2 separate regions of the Mus musculus genome follow, and region 1 is linked to region 2. A link is a contact called in public promoter capture Hi-C data. All regions are on one chromosome and are shown on one strand. The core of a region is the stretch at or near the end of the contact, and the rest is flanking DNA. Distances in the headings are between cores, read along the strand shown. Region 1 holds the start of Klf8 (Kruppel-like factor 8). Region 2 holds the start of Fgd1 (FYVE, RhoGEF and PH domain containing 1).

Region 1 (5,821 bases), core at 2,106-4,605, 2.3 Mb before region 2:
GACATCAGCAGGACTTAAATAAGAATACAAATCTGGTTGGAGGATAAAGAAAAGAATTCAAACAGAAAGCAAGCTTTAAAACTTCTCAGTAGTTATAACAGTTCATGCTGATGATAACTGGAGCACTCAGGAGGTTGAGAGAGGAGAATTGAGAGAGTTCAAGGCCAGTTCTACTACACCCTGTTGCCATTTTTAAAAACTCCAATAATACACCAGCTCCTGGTTTCAATGTCTACTGGGGGGGAGGGCGTGGGGAGACACCTTTTCCCCTCAGTACCTAACATCCAGTATGCCATTTTGCTAAATGAATTCTGTATTAAGAAGGCATTTTTCCTTCATTCAACAATTTAAGTGAGCCCATAAAGTACAACTGACTCCAAACTAAGGCAAACATATAAATAAATGCACAGGGCTGGAGTGATAGCTACAGGTTAAGAGCACTTTTTGCTCTTCCAGAGGACCCAGGTTCTATTCCCAGCATCCATGTTGGGCAGCTCACAATTACCCATAATTCTAGCTTCTTCACACATGCAGCATTTACTTTATATGCGTACAAAAAAACACGTAAATAATAATAATAAAATATGAGAATAAAGAAAACATCTAAATGTAACAAACATTAATAAGCCCCTGGCAGAGTCGAAACGGATGAGTCGTCAAGACCCACCTCCTTCACATGAGAAACAGGCACCCTGAAGACTAATAATAGCTAGGCTTCATACCCTGGAAATTTCAAAAACAAAACAAAACAAAACAAAACAAAAAAGCAACCAGCAGGAACCACTAAGAGCCTCATCTCTGAAATACACACACTACAAAAATGAGGGTGGCTGCCCTGAACATTTTTTCCCACCAATTTTTTTTTATCCTGTATGCTCTGAAAGCAAGAGGGTTCTTTCTATGAGCGCAGAGCTTTTATGCAATTTGGTCTTGAGGACAGGCTGGGTAGTTATATTTATCACTTACACATTTGAAGTTGGATTTCCACCCTTCCTGCATCCTTTGCCTATCTGTCCTCTAAGCTAACCTAAAGGCACTGTGCCTAGCCTGTCTCACCAACAGTTTCCAAGGATGGTCTCTCTCATAAGGGTTCCCCCCAGACTTTGAAGAAGAGGACGAAGTCACTTGTGAGCCACTGGTTTGCTGTTCAAAGGTCTTGCTGGTTACATCATCGTGGTTAAACCAACCAAAGAATCAGAAGATAGACAGATTAGTGGCCTTTTCTCTTGCAGCCAGGGAGAACAATGTTAAATCACAAACAAATAAGGCATATATTCTAGCCTGTCTTTGAGCAAGCGATTCAAACTGCACAGGCCTTCTTTCCCCTTCATCTGAAATGTGCTTTAAGGACAATGAAGTACGAAGTCTATCAGCAGTGAGCCAGAGAAAACCCCAGAGTAAGAAAACATGAAGAACGGCGAGTTGGAGCAGCCTGTATCATATATACCTTCTGAATAAGAATTTTAATATGCATCCCTCAGAGGAGAAAAGCACGGTGCATGGTCATATAACTAGTTCATGCTGGTAGAAGGGTTTCAAAGTAGATCTTTTTATTATCACAAACCATCTTCAGGTTAAATCCAAGTCTAGAGATGAGTCTCTTTTTCTCTTTTCTCCATCACTATTATGCTAAATGACATACAAGTACTTTATAAATTTTTCCCGCAATTACAATATAGAGAAAATAAGGTACTGTTCCCCTGGCCACCTGTTACGACATGGTTTAGTTTCTACAAAATTCTTAGGGTCAAAAAAAGTACAAAAAGCTTCACTTTGTGGCTAAGCAAGTCCCTTTGCTCCAGTAGTCACAGCAATTCTGGCTGATCTTCCACCTACAGGAGCTAACCCCTTGGCCACATCCTTAAGAGCCTAGACAGGGCTATGCTTTGGCTTCCTCCCCCAACCAAGGGGACGACCCCCCCCCTTAAAGAGGGGCATGTCCTAAGCAGCTCCTCCACAGAAGGGATCTGCTATCAGTACCTAGAGGGCAGGCTCCCAACTTAACTCTTCCCTTCCCCTCCTCCCTCGTTTTAGAAGCATCTCTAGGTACCTGCTACTGCTTGGGGGAAGGGAGGGGGTGACGTAAGTGGGTTCAGTGCTCCTCCAAATCCTCTTCTCTCGCACAGAGACTTTGCATGTACAGGGTTAAAACAAACCGTACCACTTAAGGAGGGTTGAGAGCACCTAGACAGGACAGACTGAACTAGACATACCTATCCATTCGTGTCCCTTTTCAATTCTTCCACAAGCCCCCCCTGAAGTACCCTTCCTCTTAGTCTCCGCGATCCTTAAGGGAAGTCTTTTTCCATTGAGTTGAATTTGATTCCACATAATGTTCTTACCCCCTTCCGCTTACTCGTCTCCCCCATCCCACTTCACTGCTAAAACCCAAAGCCAAGTGGGTGTGTGCGGTTGGCACGCGGGGTGCGGGGATTAGAACCCTGACTGAAGACTGAAAGAGTGGTCCTTTCCCAAGTCACTTACCGCCTATGCCTCCAGCCGCTGCCGACTCCTGAAGTGTCCGGAGCTCACGCAGTCCTCTCAGAGACTCATACTCCAGAGCTGATCTCAAGGCAGCTGTTCCCCTTGCACCCGCCCATGTCTGACAGCGCGCCTGGTAACACGCTTTAGCCTTCTCTTCCTTGGTCCCCCACCTCCCTGTTTTCTCCAGGCTGGAAAAGGATAGGGAAAACGAAAAAGGGAGGGAGTCGATTTAGACCCAGCTGGGCCACCCTCAGAACAAGGGAAACAAAGCTTTCAAGCATCCAAGCCCCGAATCGGGGCGGTGGAGCCGACTTCCTAAAAAGAATCCTCCCACTGCAGCCTTCCCTGTGCTAAAAATACAGCGGCTTCTCCGGGGCGAAGTGGCCAGCGCTGAAGCTCCTGCGTTCCCCTTTTACCTCAACCGATTCAGTTCCGGCCAAGCCCATTCTCCACCCACCTCAGAACTCCTCAAACCCTCGCCTAGAGAGCACGGGCGGGGTCCCAGCAAAGCACCCAAACCTTAGATCACGACTTGAACGCAAAGTTGAGAGAGAGAGAGGGGGAGTCAGTGAAGACCCACAAGGAGACAGCGCCAGAGGATCCCCTCCTCGCAGCGGTTAGTGCTGCACACCCGGCGCCTTCCTAAAAAGAAAGGAGGAAAAGACGCCAACGATTGGTCGAAACATATAGGAAAACACCGGCCCAGGGCAGGGACTCCAACGCGAGTGGGAGGCACTCCCGCAGGACCGCGCCTGAGAGACTTCTCGGTGGTACCTGGCCGCCCCACTGGTATACCGCACCCGCGGGTCAAAGCCTGGTGCTCTCCCCAGGCAATCTGAGCAGATGGAGTACATAGCTCTTTCTGTGTCAGACTAGGCCCAGAAGAGAGGTGCGACTATGAGGACTCCACCTAGGGTGGAGTTCCTTAAAAGGGACAAGTGGCCGCTAGAGGGGAGTGGAGTAGGAGGGGGTAGAGATGGGTGGGGCAGAAGAGGCGGAGGGACAGAGGAGGGGGTGGGGCGGGCCCTAGGAGCCAGGAGCCAGTCTCGCCCCTGGCGGCCGTCTCAGTTGGCCTCCTGCAGCTGCAGGTATGACTGAAAGCCTTTTCGGTGCATCCTTAGTCCCCAGCAGGGGTTTTCAGGCACACTACTTGGTCAACTATCCACCCAGACTTAAGCACTCCAAGGGAGGTTGGGAAGGGTGTGGTGATTGGGAGTAAGAGATTTCTAGGGAGAAAGGGAAGCAGAATGGGGAGTGCCAGTAAGATGGTAACAGTAAATGGATTTTTTTAACCCTCCCAGTTCTCCATGGCAACATGTGACACTAGCAAAGACAGAGGGGTCACAGTGTCTTTTTAGGGATGAAGCTTAAGAGGAAAGAAGAGCTGGGTGAATTTTCTAGCAATAGGAGGTGAGAGGAAACTAGGTAAAGATGAAATGATCACGGATTGGCAACAGGAAGGCTTTCTGAGTCTCCCAGCTCTCTAAGAATAGAGTTCTCAACCCCCTGAGACCGCCTCTCAGCTAAGCATTGGCTAACATCCCCGAAGAACTGGGTCCGTAGAATAGAAGCCACCATCTTTCCAGCATTTCCTTGTCCTTGCCTTAAAGTCTGTCTCTAGTTCATTTTAATGGAAACCCAGGAAGTCACAGACAACCACAGCCTCCTTCCAGTGCCTCTTCCCTACCACAATTCTGAGAGAGAGAGAGAGAGAGAGAGAGAGAGAGAGGAGAAACAAAGCGGAGGAACAGAAGGAGCAGCCAAGCAAAAGAAATAATAGGTTCCATGTCTTCAGCACCTCATATGGGCAGTTCACTAGGCCAGGTACCATTATAGTCCTCAATTTTCCTTTATTCCTCATAACAACCCTAGACAGCAGGTAGCACTATATTTTTATGTCCCATCAGGGAGTAATGTAGATTGAATTCGGGGCCTAGTGTATTCTAAGCAAGCATTCTATCACTCAGTTGGATCCCCAGCTTATGTTTCTTCTTGTTGTTTTTTTGTTTGTTTGAAATAGGAGGTAATCTTATGATAGAGCTCAGGCTAATGCAGCTTAGACTGTCCTCAAACTCACCACTCACCTGCCTCAGCCTCCTTGGTTCTGAGTTTACAGGAATGCAATGTCACACCCAGCCTCAAAAGAAAAAGAGTAAAAAAAAAAAAACCAAACAACAAACCTGAGGGTCACAGCTCAGTATGTGCCCAGCATGTTTGTCCATTTGCTTAATTGCTATTTCTGCTCAGATATGTTTTAAAAATCTCCTTTTCCTTCCCTCCCCAGTCAGTTCTCTACTAGTAGTTCACCAACTATGCAAATGTTCAAGTCCTTTAACCTGTTGTGATGATCTGGACCCTACCTTTATCTCAAGCAGCAGGGGTTTTGCTGCTCTACTGGACTCCAAATTTCTGATAAGACCAGGATTTTCTCAATTAATCTCTAGGCCACGAGACACCTTACCTTTTTTGTTGACGTGGCCTAAACTCTGTTCACCTTTTTAAAAGGACCAAGTAAAGGTCACCCCCTCTCCTAATTTCATTACGTTTGGAAGAACTGACCATTTGCTTCAGCACCTCCAGGTACCTATGTGTTGTTATAACTGCTTCTCATTATTAAACTATAAAGTCCTGGTTAGGTATCAGGTGTCAGTAGGTCTGCAATGTAGATGCTGAGTATTATTATCATTCATCGTTACAGAGCAGTAACTAAGTGCTGAACTCTGTTCTGAGCCTCACTGAATCGTTCTGACAGTGGTATAGGTAGGTACCAGCGCTATCGTTTTCATACATAGAAATCAAGGGACAAAGATTAAACAGCAGATATGTATACTTGCTACGTAAAAGAATGCCCCTGTTATAGGGGTTTTTACAAATGCCTCACTATCTCTCTATACCATATTTCTACCACTGCGTACACACCTGCTGCAATTACAAGGTAAGACTTATTAAGAGGGAGCCACATAATGTACAACTCTATATATTCGTTTTTAAAAAGGGTCACATTATACCTTGTATCCTTATGTTCTTAATATATAAAATCTAATAAATATTGCTTTTAAGAAAAGGATATTTCACTAGCCCAAGGCTATCTTCAGTAATGACAGAAAGTTTTAGATTCAAGGATGTAAAACTGTTTATGTTCAAGACAAATACACTTTTGTGATGTGAAAAACAAAGATGGGTAGACTTCTGTAATACTGCCATTAATAGCCACTAGAACTCTTTATCTAAGCTGGGCGTACCCTTTTGTCATGGTAAATTCTTTGTTTAATCTATGCAGGTTCAAGAAGATGTGTCAATCCACCTGAAGATAGCCAAACAATTTATACTCTCGCTA
Region 2 (5,761 bases), core at 2,414-4,913:
ACACCACCACCCCCTGCTGCTCTGGGATGCACCACTGGGACGTAAGGCTGGTGATTCAATAAAAGTCTGAAGGAGAAAGTCAGCAGACACACGAATATCTTAGCAGGTGGACTAAAATGTTTCTAACCCTTTAACTGAAGCTCGACTTTCTGTCTGTCTCTCCCTCTTTCTTGCTCTCCCTCCATCCACCACCTCTGCCCATTCTGAGCCAATTATAGGCAAGTCCTATGGAGAGAAGCAAGTTGCTTGTGCCTACCTCTGAGCTGGCTGTGCAGAGGGGGAGGCGGGCCTCTCACAGCCCATGCTACTGTGAATCACATGGCCCAGTGCCCGCCTTGTCAGGACTTGAGAAATTCCTCCGCCTCTTCTTCAGAAGGGTTTTCTCGAAGGGTTTTCTCTCCTCGTATTTTATTTTTTAAGTCCCTGATTGCTGAAAGCATTGCAAAAAAGAATCTGATGGATTCCTAGATATCACTCTCTAGACGAGGGGAACTGAGGCACAGAGAACTGAAGTCATTCATCCAGGGACACACAGTAAGTGAGAAATGGCCAGACGGGAGACCAAGTCTTTCCCTTTCTACCCCCAATCTTTACTTTTGATTAAAAGACTCTAGCTGGAGCAGTGGTGGAGCACGCCTTTAATTCCAGCACTCGGGAGGAAGAGGCAGGTGGATTTCTGAGTTACAGAACCACCAAGGCTACACAAAGAAACCCTATTTTGAAAAACAAAAGGGGGGAGGGGTGTAAACTAAAAGATACCACTCAAGCCATTACAGAGGCAAGGACTTAGCTGGGGGCAGGGGTGGGGGGGGGGGAGACAGGATCCTGAAAACAACACTATTGGTTGAGGAGAAGAGGGGGATGGTCTGGGAAGGGAACTCTGCTTTGGAATTTGGAAGAACTGGTGGAGTAGAAAAGCTTGCTCATTATCAACCCTATGTTGACTAGAGAGGGCAGAGACCAAGGGTCAAGACCTTCCTAGCTTTGTCTCCCAGACCAAGAGTATTTGCTGGGTGGGAGCTCGGAGTCCTCTTAGGCAATAGTTACAGAGGGCCTACTATGCGTTCCCTTACCATCCATCGAGACACTGAGTACCTGCCACGTGTTAGGCACTACATCAGTCCCTTAGGTATACAAGGTAAAACAAAACAGACTCAGCCCCCTCGCCCTCGAGGAGCTCACTTTCTGGTGGCAAATGAGCCGCAATAAACAAGTAGACACATACAAGAGGGCACTTTCAGACTGTATTAAATGTAAGGATAGACACACACTGGCAGCTGTGATGGAGATTCACAAGAGGCCCTACTTAAAGTGGTCAGGGAAGGTCTCTCAGAGGGGACATTTGAGCTGAGACCAGAAAGATGAGGAGCAAGCCAGGTGGAGGGCTGAGGGAAGAGCTAACAGGCAGAAGGCAAAGCAAATGCAGACTGCAGTGGGAGAGCTCTGGCTGTTTAGGGATTTGAAGGGAGGAGCTAAGATCAAGTATGTATGTATGTATGTATGTATGTATGTATGTATGAGTAGCATGTGTCCAGGGGAGTTTGGGAAGCCAGCAGAAGCAACAAGCAGGGCAGAGCATTAAAGAGTGTCAGCTGCCTATCTCCAGTTCACAAGGGGGTGAGGGGGGGCAGCGCCTGAAATCTCCCAGAGGTTCCATAACTATCCAAAGAAGAGACAGCAGAGAGAGGCGTATTCTGCCCATGTTTTATGCTTCACCAACTGTTCCTACTACCTGGTCCTGAGCCACAGTCCTAGTGATCTGTGGAAGGTGAGCTATGAGCCCTGGAAGCTGCTAAAAGCTCACCACCTCCTTCAGTCCCAGTGAAGATAGGGCAGATCCATACACTGTTCTTCCTTCAAGGCTCCCAGACTCAGGCCCACGTGAGAATATCCTAGAGGCTCTGCTAGGCTGCTCAGATACTCAGGACTATGAAAAGGCCCATCGGGGTCTGTGGCCCCAGCCTGACCTAGAGTTGTTCCACCACACTGCAAACCCAAGCAACCATCCTGATGATTTTTCCAAACAATCTCCTGGCCCAGCAGCTCTCCCTTCTGACCTCTCTGTCCTATTCCTTCGTACCAGCAGCGCCTTCAGCCCCTTCCTCCAGGCTCAGCTCCACCTTTCTCTCTCATCAATACCCCCTACCTCTTCCTCCCCTTGTCCTGTGGCCACACACACCTAGCAGAAGCACAATCTAGGATCAGTCCACCATCTCCCTCTCTCTTTTGCTCATACTTTCGGGCTACTGAGTCGTATAAGGGGAAATCACATAAGGAGAAAGCTTGCATTACTCTCCAGCTTCAGTTTGGGGAAGCGGGAAGACCACAGATTTTGGACTCTGATCTGTTTTTAAATCCAGGCACCATAATGACAGTGTGACCTTGGACAAGTTACTTCTCAAAGCCTCAGTCTGCACCCCTAAAAATGTAATTGATGATATCCACTTCACAGATGGCTCCTGAAGCTGAAACAAAAACCCTTGTAAAAGTACCCAGTTCAGTGCCATGCACAAATGTAGTCACTTAGCTAATGGGAGACTTCTTTTCTCCTATTCCAACCACATCCCCATTGCTGCCCTGAAATCCTGCCCCCTTTTCTTGGAGTGCTTCCTCTCCTGTTAGCCTCAACAGTTAGAAGAGAAAGGAGTCTTAAGGCTTGAGGGCGCAAGGGACAGATAAGAGCAAGGGGCAAAGGCTGAAAGGACTGGACCGAATACTGCAGGAGGTGGGGGTAGGGGTTGAGGGGACCCAAGGGGCTAGGGTGAGCATGTCGGCTCCAAGTCCTAGAACAAGAACCCGTTCCCGGTACCAGGCCCGTGGCCCAGGTTCCCATGCTGTCTGGATCACTCACCAGGCCGAGGCTGCGAGCCCTCCAGGTGGTAGGAGAAGCGCAGGGCCCGGTGGTGCTGAGGACTAGGGCCGCAGGGTAAGACCCGGGAGCTTGGAGGCGCTCCCAGGCTGGCATCCGAGGGTCCAACAAACTGAGGATCCAAAGGGCCTCCAAGAGCCGTGCCTGAGCCCCTGCTCACCGGCAGCCCGGGTTCCAAGGCTCCAGGGTCCGAGTCGGCACAGGCCAGCGGAGCGGCACCGGGGGTATTTGCCGCTGAGCGTTCGGGATCCGAAGGCCCAGGGCCCCCCGGGACTCGGTGGCCATGCATGGTCCGGGCCTGGGCGCGGGGCCCGGGCTCCCCGCTTGGCTCCAGTTCCTGGGGCGGAGGCGCGGGCGGAGAAGGCCCGGCGCCCGGCGGAGCAGCGGCCTCAGGCTCGGGGGGCGGGGCTGCGGGCTCAGCCCCACTGCGGAGACTCGAGCCCCCGACCCGGGCTCCGGCCAGCAGCCGTGGCGGCAGCAGCAGCAGCAGCCGCGGCCACCGCCGTTGCCGCGCCAGGCATCGCCAGCCCTGGCCCCAAGCGGGGAGTGGGCTCGGCGGGGCCGGGGGCCCGCTGGGGAGCGCTGTCTATGCGGCTGCGGCTAGGCGAGGGTCGGGGGCTGCGCTAGGCACGAGCTCTCCTAATAGATGACCAGTCACTTCCGTAGCCGGGGGCGAGCGGCCAGCCGGATCCCACCGAGGGGGGTCTCTTTCTCCCGGAATGAGAATCGACCTGGGTTCTCTGGGCTAGTCGGGAAGGGTTCTTCCTCCCGCCGCAGCGGAGGCTGGGGGCGGAGGAGAGGGGAGGGGGAGAGGAGAGGAAGGAGGGAAGAGAGGACGGCCGCGGCCGGGAGGCGCGCGTGTGCGCCGCGCTCTCCGGCTGCGAGGCTTGCCTTCGGGCAGTCCTCCGGAACGATGCTCCAGCCGTGCGGGCGGAGGACCGGGCTGGACCGGGCTTCTCCGCCTTCGTCCTGGGTCTGCACCGCGGCAGGCGGGAAGAGCCCTGGGAACTGGGGGATGGGGAGGCGCGAGCCGTTGCTGAGACAGCCGCAGCCACCGCGGCGCTGAGACCCAGTTATTGGAGCCCCGCCCCCTCGTCGGGATTTGAGCTTGGCCACGCCCCCTCGCTAGGGCCAGTTTCACCTCTAACTGCTAGGAGCTTAAGGCCCTCCTTCTGCTGGCCCTTCAGCTTTCCTTCCCATCCTTCCTTGGTCCCACAGAGGCGAGTCTCTGGGCCCAATTTCCGAAATCGACCCTTCCGTCGCATCTCATGCCTTCTTCCGCTCTCCCATCACACTCTTTCCCAGAAGCCTTTCCACATGTCCCAGAGTTAAGCTAGGCTTGGCACGTAGCGATCCTTTAGTACTTATTTTCTCAGACCAGATCTCATGGCCCTTTACTTTTCCACTCTTTTTGTCGCGGTCCCTTGTTTTGTCCGTTACCCGGCTGGCAGCAACCCAAAACTGAACCAGTCCAACTGTTTGCCTTTTTTTCCATGCTTGTGCCCAGGCAGCTGAACACTACTGGGTAACACTACAATTTTCCACATTTGTGTCATGATAAACCCTCATTTCCCAGCTTCTACAAGTCCCTCAGAACTGACCCGACACCCTACTAGTAGTCAACTTTCTTTTCTGTTTCACCCCCATTGCCTAGATAACTCTCATCCATGGTGGCCATATCAAATCTAGTCTCCCCAAGATCTTGATTTGTGCCCCCAACTCCGTCCCACGGTACTTAGCTGATAAGCCCATGTCCTACTTACATGGAGTGAACAGAAGACGCCAGAAGAAAGGTCTGGAATTCTTAGCAACAGACCTCTGAGTTCGTTCCGAGTCCCTTCGCTCTGGGCTTTAAACAGTCAGGTATCTTCTCCCATCTAAAAAAACAAGCACCAAAAGTTATCTCTCTTCTCTTTTTACAGATGACTCAAGACTTGCTCATAGTCAAGTGTCCCATTTCCTACCTCCCACTTATCTTTAACCCTGCTACAACTCACCTCTACTACTTCTTCCAAGCTATTTTTCTTATCAAGGTCTTCCATAGCTTACGTTACTAAACCGAAAAGAATCTCTTTAGAGGTCATCCTACTTGGACTTGCTAGCATTCAGGTAGCACCAGTGACCTCTCCCTTCTCCTGAAATTGCTTCCCTATGACATATCATGCTTATTTTTCTCCTTTTTCCTTTTCAGTTTCCTCCTCGTCTTAGTAGTGTTCTTGGGAGCTTTGGCCTGAGCTCTGTCTTCCCACGCACTCTCTCTGGTCTTTCCCTCAATATCTCATTTGCTTCTATGGCTTCAATTATTACTTCTTTGATAGTTACTCTAAAATACTTCAAATCAAAACATTTTTCCTGGCCCAGACATTCAGCTGGTTAGAAAACAACATTGTTTGAAAATCCTAGAGAAACCTAGAATCTCTGTTCTTTCCCAACTCAAGAAATCCTCTCTCAATGAGCTGTACCTTACCTAAGTGAAGGATCTTGGTCAAAGTAGAGATCTAAGCTATACCCTGGCTCTTTTCTCTCTCTCTCTCTTCTACACCTCCCCCCCCCATGCAATTGCCAAGTCTTCCTATCATCTACAGGACCATCTCCATCATCTACTTATACAGTCTCATTTCCATTGCCACTCGCTGGTGTAGGCTAGTACAGCTTCTAATCTGCAATACCTTCACAGCTCTCCTGTTTCAGTCTTGTTCTCTGGAATCTATTCTTAACTATTTTTCATTATCATGTATCAAACCCAAAGCCTCAGGCAAGACAGGCAAGTGTTCACTGAGTCCTGGAATCTATTCTCTATATTGTAGGCAGTCTGTATTATTACTATTTTTTGAGACAAGCTCTCACTGTGTAGCCTAGGCAGGCCTTGAATTTATAATCCCTCTGTGGTTG

Evidence for each region. Promoter capture Hi-C pulls out the DNA fragments that hold promoters and counts their contacts.
Region 1: a promoter capture Hi-C map of liver shows a contact between it and region 2, with 2.6 times the contacts expected there. The contact joins the promoter of Klf8 here to the promoter of Fgd1 in region 2.

What each region holds. Positions count from the first base shown.
Region 1 is chrX:153,357,147-153,362,967 of GRCm38.p6, reverse strand. Klf8 (Kruppel-like factor 8) reads right to left here and starts at 3,355. Exons shown (of 8, transcript NM_001357183.1): 1 at 3,259-3,355; 2 at 3,004-3,126; 3 at 2,485-2,672.
Region 2 is chrX:151,045,072-151,050,832 of GRCm38.p6, reverse strand. It overlaps Fgd1 (FYVE, RhoGEF and PH domain containing 1), which reads right to left and starts at 3,663. Exons shown (of 18, transcript NM_008001.4): 1 at 2,852-3,663. The coding sequence starts at 3,158. It overlaps Gm46690 (a long non-coding RNA gene), which reads left to right and starts at 4,741. Exons shown (of 2, transcript XR_001782846.2): 1 at 4,741-5,761.